2 separate regions of the Mus musculus genome follow, and region 2 is linked to region 1. Evidence: chromatin contacts called from public capture Hi-C data. All regions are on one chromosome and are shown on one strand. Each heading gives the region's core, a stretch centred on a gene start, on an enhancer-like site or on the middle of the called end of the contact. The rest is flanking DNA. Distances are from core to core; before and after follow the strand shown. Region 1 holds the start of Clec4a1 (C-type lectin domain family 4, member a1). Region 2 holds the start of Clstn3 (calsyntenin 3).

Region 1 (3,881 bases), core at 751-3,250:
CTGAATGTTCACAGAAAAGGGGAGAGGAGGGCTGTAATCATTTGGTGGGATGGAACTGAAGCCGGGAAGGGGGGGCGGTTAATGTGTGTCTGTTCAGGGACTAATTTTATGGCCGGTTGTAACTGTCTGTGCTCTCTGATTACCTTTCCTTCATGATTTAAATGTGGGGCCCTAATCTCCTTTGAGTTTGTTATTTCTTTAAGGTCTCAAGGACAGGCATCTGGAGAGTTTGGCAGCTTATCAGGAAGAATGTTGTTTCAGAGACACAGAGGCAGGGAGGATGTCCTGCTCTAGAGATGTCTCCATTAAGGGGGAGATTTATGGGTAGTGCCGTTCTAATGCTAGGCTGACTTTTGGGAGCATAATCATTATCATTCTTTTGAATTGTTTGAACTCACTTTTGAATTCTTTTGCAACGTTCTTACATTTCTTCCAAGTTACTCTCATTGGGGACAATTACTGCCTCTGCTTCCTTCCACAACTATAAAGACTTTATGAATGTCAGCAGCACACTAGAACACGGCATTGGGAAGAGTAGGACCCTGTATCTCCACATCAGTGTCACTCATATTTGACTCCAGAATAAACTGTTACTTACTTCCCTTGTGGTAAGAGCTGTGACTTTGGGTTGACAGTTTTGGGCACTTGAATGTGGGGTCCCAGGATGGTTCTTTTTCTCTGGAGAAATTCTACATATTGGCACCAGGTACCTGCACAGGCCCCTTGTGTCTCACCATCCATCACTGCCTTCTTGGGTGGCTGCTGGTGAGTTCTCCTGGGGCTGGGCCTCCCTTGGATTGGTGGATGGTTCATTGGTTTATTCTGAGCTAGTTATGTGGATATCTTTTAAACTATTTCACAGCACTCAGTTTAAATGACCTAATGTTTGTTTCTGATCCTTCAGCTATTTTAAGAATGCTGCTGATTTCCTAGCATTTGGCCTTTTTCTCCTCAGGTATCTAATTTTTCTGTGGCTTCTCTTGTCAATTGCAACTTTGCCACATTACTGAAGGAGGGCCTGCTCCTTGCAGCCCACAGCGTCTCGATGCTGTGGTATGTGCGTTGCAGGCATGTATGTGATTGTGTGCGCATCCATGCTTCACAGCCAAGCTTGACAAAGCATATCCTCCTATTCCTGAGTTGTGAAGAACTGTGTTGACTCCGTAGGTAAGACACATAAGGTTTAATCTCCCAGTGCCTTGAGCTTCTCATGTTCCTGAGAAGATATAGAACAAACTTGAGACACTCGGGAGAAATGATCTCAGGGTCTGTGTAGGGAGCATGCATACGGGGCAGTGTGTGTGTGTGCGCGCACACTCTAAAAAGCAGCACATAGCATGAGTGAAGATGGTAGATGACAGCCAGGCACAGTCTGCCAGCCTCCAGAGTCTCCCAGGGAATCTGGAGAAAGCAGAAGAACTGCTAGAAGAGGTGGGAACTCGACACAGCAGAAGACAAAGTCCAGAGCCATCCCAGGGCTTTGGCTTGGTTTTTAGGAGCTCCTCACTCCCAAGATGAAGGAACACAGGTTGCAGACTTTGGAAATCTGCCCTGTCTTACAGTGGTGCACATTCTGAAGAGCCAGAAAGATGCCAAGGTCAAGGACCCTCTTAGAATGGAGAGGTCAGAACTCGGCTGTTTGGCTAGAGTGAATGTTGTTTCTCCCTATAGGCAGCTTTAGCTCATGTTGGTTGCAGAAATCACGTTTGTGTGTGGAAATGCCCAAACTCTGCTGTGGAGTGCTGAGAGCACCGGTTTCAGGGGAAACTTCTCTAATGCCTGGTTCCTCTTTTTCCTTTCCTTGCCACTTTTCTTCCTCTTCCCTGTTCAGGCCACAGTGTCCACAGTGTTTGCATATCCATGACAAATGCGTTTGAAGCTTGCAATTCTGTTTTTTTTTTTTTTTTTTTTTTTTTCTGGTTGTGGGGATCAGCCCTCTGTGGCCCAGAGAGTTCCACCCTGTGGTTTTAAATTTTCATGCTGTACTCTCAGAGGTACTTGCCCATTAAGTGTCTCTGCACCTTATCCTGGATGCTGGATTAATCCTTACCATGTTTATTTCTCGTTTATATTAAGTGTATTAAGACTGACACAGGTTCTCTGAAGAAAGCAGGTCTCTTCTCAATATGGCATTACCAAACATTTATACTGACGTGAACTTCAAAAATCAACCTGTTTCCTCAGGCCTCATCTCAGACTCGTCTTCATGTACCGTCTCAGACTCGTCTTCAGGTAAACCTTCCTGCACCCCCAGAACAGTGAATCATTTTCTGGTGTTCTAAGCTAATGGTGAAATGAAAGAAGGTGTTTACGAACAAGGCCTGCGGGATGTTGGTGCTGGCTGTCTCAGAGGCTGTGGTGTGAGACAGGAGATAATTCAGCAGGTTCAACTGTCTGTCAAGTAGCTTTGAAAGGCTTTGCCTTGTACTGGGCAAAGAAATGAGTTCAGGATACTGTCTTTAGAGAAAGTTTGAGTTCTACTGCATGTTTTTTATGTATGTAAAACGATACTTTACCTGTGAAAATAATGTTATCTATTACTTTGTTTTCTGTTTACTTACCAGCATGTCATAACTTTCAGATATTGATATTTGGGGGATAGTTTTATCTTGAAGGGGAGTTTCAGTGTCCCTTTCTCCACCCATACTGGGGACAGGAAGCAGGGCCTCATCCTTGCTGAGTATAAGTTCTATTGCTAGAGTTACTAGGGTCTATACTATTTCTGAGAGAATTTTATTTAATTTTTAGCTAGCGTGTAAGCCAACCATTTGATTCATTTTGGCATTTTATACAGACATCACTATCCCTTGTGTACATCCCTAACCCTATCCCATTCTCTCTCCTTGCTCTCTTGATCATCCCTTCCTCTTTCTGAAATATTCCTCCCTTCTGCTTTCATGGCACATATCTATTTCTACACACATGTGCGCGCACGCACACACACACACACACACACATACACACACACACACACTCCTCACACAAATGCACACACACACGAATATACATGTGCACACATACATAAATGCATACTCACCCACACACCAACACACTCATATATCTCCACACAAATGCATACACACACACAGAAGCATACACACACACCAGCATACACAATACATGCATTCACACATACATGCACACATACCCACACCCACATAAACAAACACACATACACACCAGCACTCACACATACATACACAAATACATTCACACACACATACACACCACACATCTAAGTTCACCAAGTGTGAAAGCAGCTGTGACATTTGCCTCTTCCTCCCCACTACTCTCTTCTTCTTTCTCCCTTTCTTTTATGCCTCTTCCCCCCTCAGTCTCTGTCAACTCAGAAAATGGTTTCTAATCAAGAGACAGCTAAAAAGATGACATTAGACCATATCAGAAACATGGGAAGTATGCTTATACAGACTTAGTCAGTTTTGCATGCTTCACAGTAATGCTAGAGGCAGTTTGGGAGATTATTTCAATATACAACAAAGTTCTATGTAGCCATAATAAAGAACATTAAAGAAGAAAATATGGTGACAGAAAAATGTCCAGAAAATAACAGAGCAGAAATAAGTGATTGTGCCGGGTGTGGTGGCACACGCCTTTAATTCCAGAACTCGGGAGGCAGAGGCAGTGGATTTCTGAGTTCGAGGCCAGCCTGGTCTACAAAGTGAGTTCCAGGACAGCCAGGGCTATACAGAGAAACCCTGTCTCGAAAAAACGAAAAAAAAAAAAAACCAAAAAAGCAAAAGAACGAAACCACCCCCCCAAAAAAACCCAACAAACAAACAAACAAACAAACAAACAAACAAACAAAGTGATTGTGATATGTCAGTCATATGGGGAAATGTGCACACATGTACACCTTAAAA
Region 2 (3,881 bases), core at 929-3,428, 1.5 Mb after region 1:
TTAAGACTTGGGGCAAGAGTAGAGCCCAGTTTCCTGAAATCTCAGTCGTTTACCCCCTTTCTACCCCTTCTCCCACCTGCTGGATTTCAACCCTTCACCCTATACTTCTCCAGATCGGGCCCAGACTTCAGACCGCTCTCCCAGAAAAGGAGAAAGGAAAGAAGGCAATTATATAGGACAGCAGGAGGGGGCAGAGGGGAAGGGATAGAAGATAGAAATCAGCGCTGTGCCTGGACCCATCCTAAGGGATTATGGAGCTGGCCTAGAAACACAGCAAATCCCTCCCTTCCCATCCCCACACCCAAGAGAATACAATCATAACCGGTACATTCTAGGTCCTCTCGGGATCTCCACACCCCGTGCTCCCCCACAGACCTGTCTGAACCCTAATTTTGCCTATTCCACATCACACTGTCTCCTACCAGACTCCTCTCAAGGAGGGTCTCTTCCCCAGGATCAACTTCCTTCAAGCTCTCGAGATGTCATAGGGAAAACATACATCCCTAGAACCAACCTCCACCACTTGCTCCACCTAACTCCACTATGCCCCCCATCCATGTTCCCAAAGGCAGACATGGAGAGGGGAGGATAGATCATCAGAGAGAAACTGAGTCACCAGAGGGCTCTCACCCCAGTGTCTCATGATGAGCAAGAAATTTTGATTTCTGTCCATTCCCATAACCACAGCCCAACCAACATCCTGGTATCTGCAGGCCTCTCCATTTCGTGGGGATGACCACCGTAACCCTCTCCCTTAATGAAGGCCTCGAGATGGTGTATGGGAGGCCGAGCAGGAAGTGAGAAGAAGCCTGAGAGCCAGGAGGACCACCCTGAGGTAGGAGCTCCAGCCAGACATGGGAGACAGCAGACAGAAGAGCAGAGGGTACCAAGGGCCGAGCCAGGCACCCTACAACCCTGTCTTTATGCCCTTACCAAATGAGCCCTCCTTCCTACCCCTGTCTTATGTCTACCTGCTGCCCTATATCCGTTCTTCATCCCTTCTTTGCTTCCTGGCTCTTCCTTGATTTCCTCCTCCCCCACTTCTCTCCTTTCCTCCTTCTGCCTCTACCTTCCTCCTTTCTGATCCACTTCTTATTCCCACTCCTCACCTCCCCTTCCCTCCTCAGATTCCCTTCTCACCTCCTTCCTGGAGCACCCCTCCACACACACCCTTTTCTTCCCTTTTCAGACTTTCTCTGTCCCCTCTACCTACCTGAACCCTCGGCCCCTGGCCCCAACCTCCCCTTCCCTCTGACAGTCTCACCCAGTTGAATTTATCTGCTCTCTGCCAGAGAGGGCAGCTGTGGTAACCCACAACCCAGCGGATGCAGGCAGAAGGGTATGGATGCAGAGAGACACGAAAATACATACGTGCTCGGAATTACTGAGCTGCGGTACACAGTTTCTCCCCAGGAAGGGATGAAGACAGCCAGATGGATCTGCCACACACCCTTAGTATGCATGAACACCCAGTGAAACGGAACCTGAGGGAATGTCACCCTCGGGGAGCAAGTCCCTTTGAGACAGGAGGTATCTACCAGCATGGAAGGGTTGGGGGAGGGGGCAGAGAGACCCCAGGTGGGAACAGATATACAAGCAGGATGTTAGGCAAGCACATGTAGAGATGGACCAGCGAGGAGGAGCTGGCCCTTGGAAGTGAGAGCCAGTCTGAAAAAAGGATGGAAAGGGGGTGGTGAGAAAGGAAAGGACACCTGTCTCGGACACCAGAGAGCCTGAACATCCCCTTCCCTCCTTACCCCCATATTGCTCAGCCTGACGCCCCAGTTCAGAGGCTCCCATCCCCGTCTATCTCACCTTTGTTGCCAGAGCTGATTTGAAGCAGAGAGGCCAGCAAAAGGGACACCAGCAGGAGGGTCATGGTGCGGTGCTAAGCACGCCAGGCCAGGCGTTCCTATCCCCTGGGAGCCTCAAGCCTGCTAATGCCACCTTGGGGGAGAAATGCAGAGACTACGAGGGAAGGGCAGGGGGACAAGATCGGAAAGGAGCCTGCCGACCACTCTAGTCCATATAGCAGATGTGTTCAGACCCGCTGGGTGGCTGAGATGGGGGACTTGCAGTAGCTTCTCTCTTCAGTCTCCAGCCCAGCGTCCTCACTCTCGCTTGCTCTCTCTATCTCTCTCTCACTCCCACCCCATCCCCGCTACTGCAGGATGACGTCAGCACAGCCAGGCAAGGATTGATGGGGCCGCTGGCCAATTAGAAGACTGAGGGCACCAGGTGCTGCAAGGGGGGGTAGGGAACCAATGCGACTGGGGAGCAGGGGCGGGAGAATGTGTTAGGGCTTTTTCCCCTGGCTGCAGTTTGGGGGAGCAGAGGAACTGCGGGGGCTAGAGAGGAAGCAGGAAAGCCATGGAGTGGGTAGAAGATACGAAGGATATCAGAAGACCTAGCCGAAAGGCAGGAGGTAGGGTGAGACAGAGACGTCAAGAGCCTTGGGGGTGGCCAAGAGAGGCAGTATCCACGTCACCCACCCCCAATTCTGCATTAACCTCTTTCCACAGCCCATTCCATTAGCTAGTCCCTGCTGCGTGCTTTCTGGAAACCTGGAGGCAAAACCTCGAGTAGGAAATTCTAGCATTTCAGTTCCAACTCAGGGCCCTGTGGGCGACAGCGGAGGGCCAGAAAAACCTAACGGACAGATAGACAGACAAAAAAAAAAAAAAACAACAACAACAACAAAAAAAAAAACCTATGACAAGAGCCCTAGGTGAGGAAGAGGAAGGACTCCCGGCAGCCCTTTCCACACACGCTCCTGGAAGGGCAGTTCATCTGCATCTGAGATCGTCTTTTCTTACTGCTTACAGTCCCTGATTTCCCCACCTTAAACTGTGATCGAGCTGCCCCACATCATTGGTCAGTTTGGGAGGCAAGTGGGCAGCTGCAGACATGGTACACAATGATTTCAATATCCTCCAAGCCGTTAGGATGTGCCTTGGCTGAGGGCTGATGGTATCCAGGACTCGGAACTGAGAGGGAAACCCTGGGTCCCAAATCAAAGAGTATAAAATCTTCAGCCTTCCCTTGAACTCATCCCTCACTGATGGTCATTTCCTCTGCCTCCCCAAACATGCCCCAGAAGACCAAGAACACCCGTTTAAGAACCATATTCAGCCAATGGTAAGGGGGCAGGGGAAGAGCTGTGAAGGCCTAGAGTCCAGGCCTTTAGTACTGTGGCTCCTGTCTCCTGTGGCGGTCCTCACTCCCAACTCACACCTCTGAATGCCCCCTCCCTCCCCTTCCTCTCAGTCTAAGAATAAAGCCAGAACTCACAGCTGCTCCACACACTGCCTGCCACAGCAGCCTCCAGTGGAAGCCCGTCCCTCGGGGTTCCCAAACCTGACCGAAATGACTCGGAGGCCAAGACTGACACTCAGAAAGCTCAAGTTCTGAATGACAGACAGCTCTAAGGTCATTCCACAGAAAAAGCTGAAGCCAGGAATGACTTTGTTAAGTCTCAGTCGCTCCAGGGCTACACACAGCAGACCAGAGCCCATCACTGCAGCGGGGCAGAGTGGGGCTGCATCTCTTTATATATATATATATATATATATTCTAAATAATTTATTTTAAAAATGTATTCAAGGCCTTATAATCTTGGAATTTCTTGGGGTTTTAGGCTTTAGACTTTTTTTTTTCAATTTTTTTTATTAGGTATTTTCCTCATTTACATTTTCAATGCTATCCCAAAGGTCCCCCATACCCACTCCCCAATCCCCTACCCACCCACTCCCCCTTTTTGGCCCTGGCGTTCCCCTGTACTGGGGCATATAAAGTTTGCAAGTCCAATGGGCCTCTCTTTGCAGTGATGGCCGACTAGGCCATCTTTTGATACATATGCAGCTAAAGACAAGAGCTCCTGG

The links. Capture Hi-C pulls out chosen DNA fragments and counts their contacts.
Region 2: a contact with region 1 is called in a capture Hi-C map of macrophages, with 4 times the contacts expected there. The contact joins the promoter of Clstn3 here to the promoter of Clec4a1 in region 1. A contact is called at or near these places in 1 of 39 promoter capture datasets (pre-B cells), 1 of 115 datasets of contacts at active chromatin or transcription factors (embryonic stem cells) and 1 of 9 other capture datasets (macrophages).

The regions. Positions count from the first base shown.
Region 1 is chr6:122,919,848-122,923,728 of GRCm38.p6, forward strand. Clec4a1 (C-type lectin domain family 4, member a1) reads left to right here and starts at 2,001. Exons shown (of 6, transcript NM_199311.2): 1 at 2,001-2,232. The coding sequence starts at 2,127.
Region 2 is chr6:124,462,606-124,466,486 of GRCm38.p6, forward strand. Clstn3 (calsyntenin 3) reads right to left here and starts at 2,179. Exons shown (of 18, transcript NM_153508.4): 1 at 1,816-2,179. The coding sequence starts at 1,879.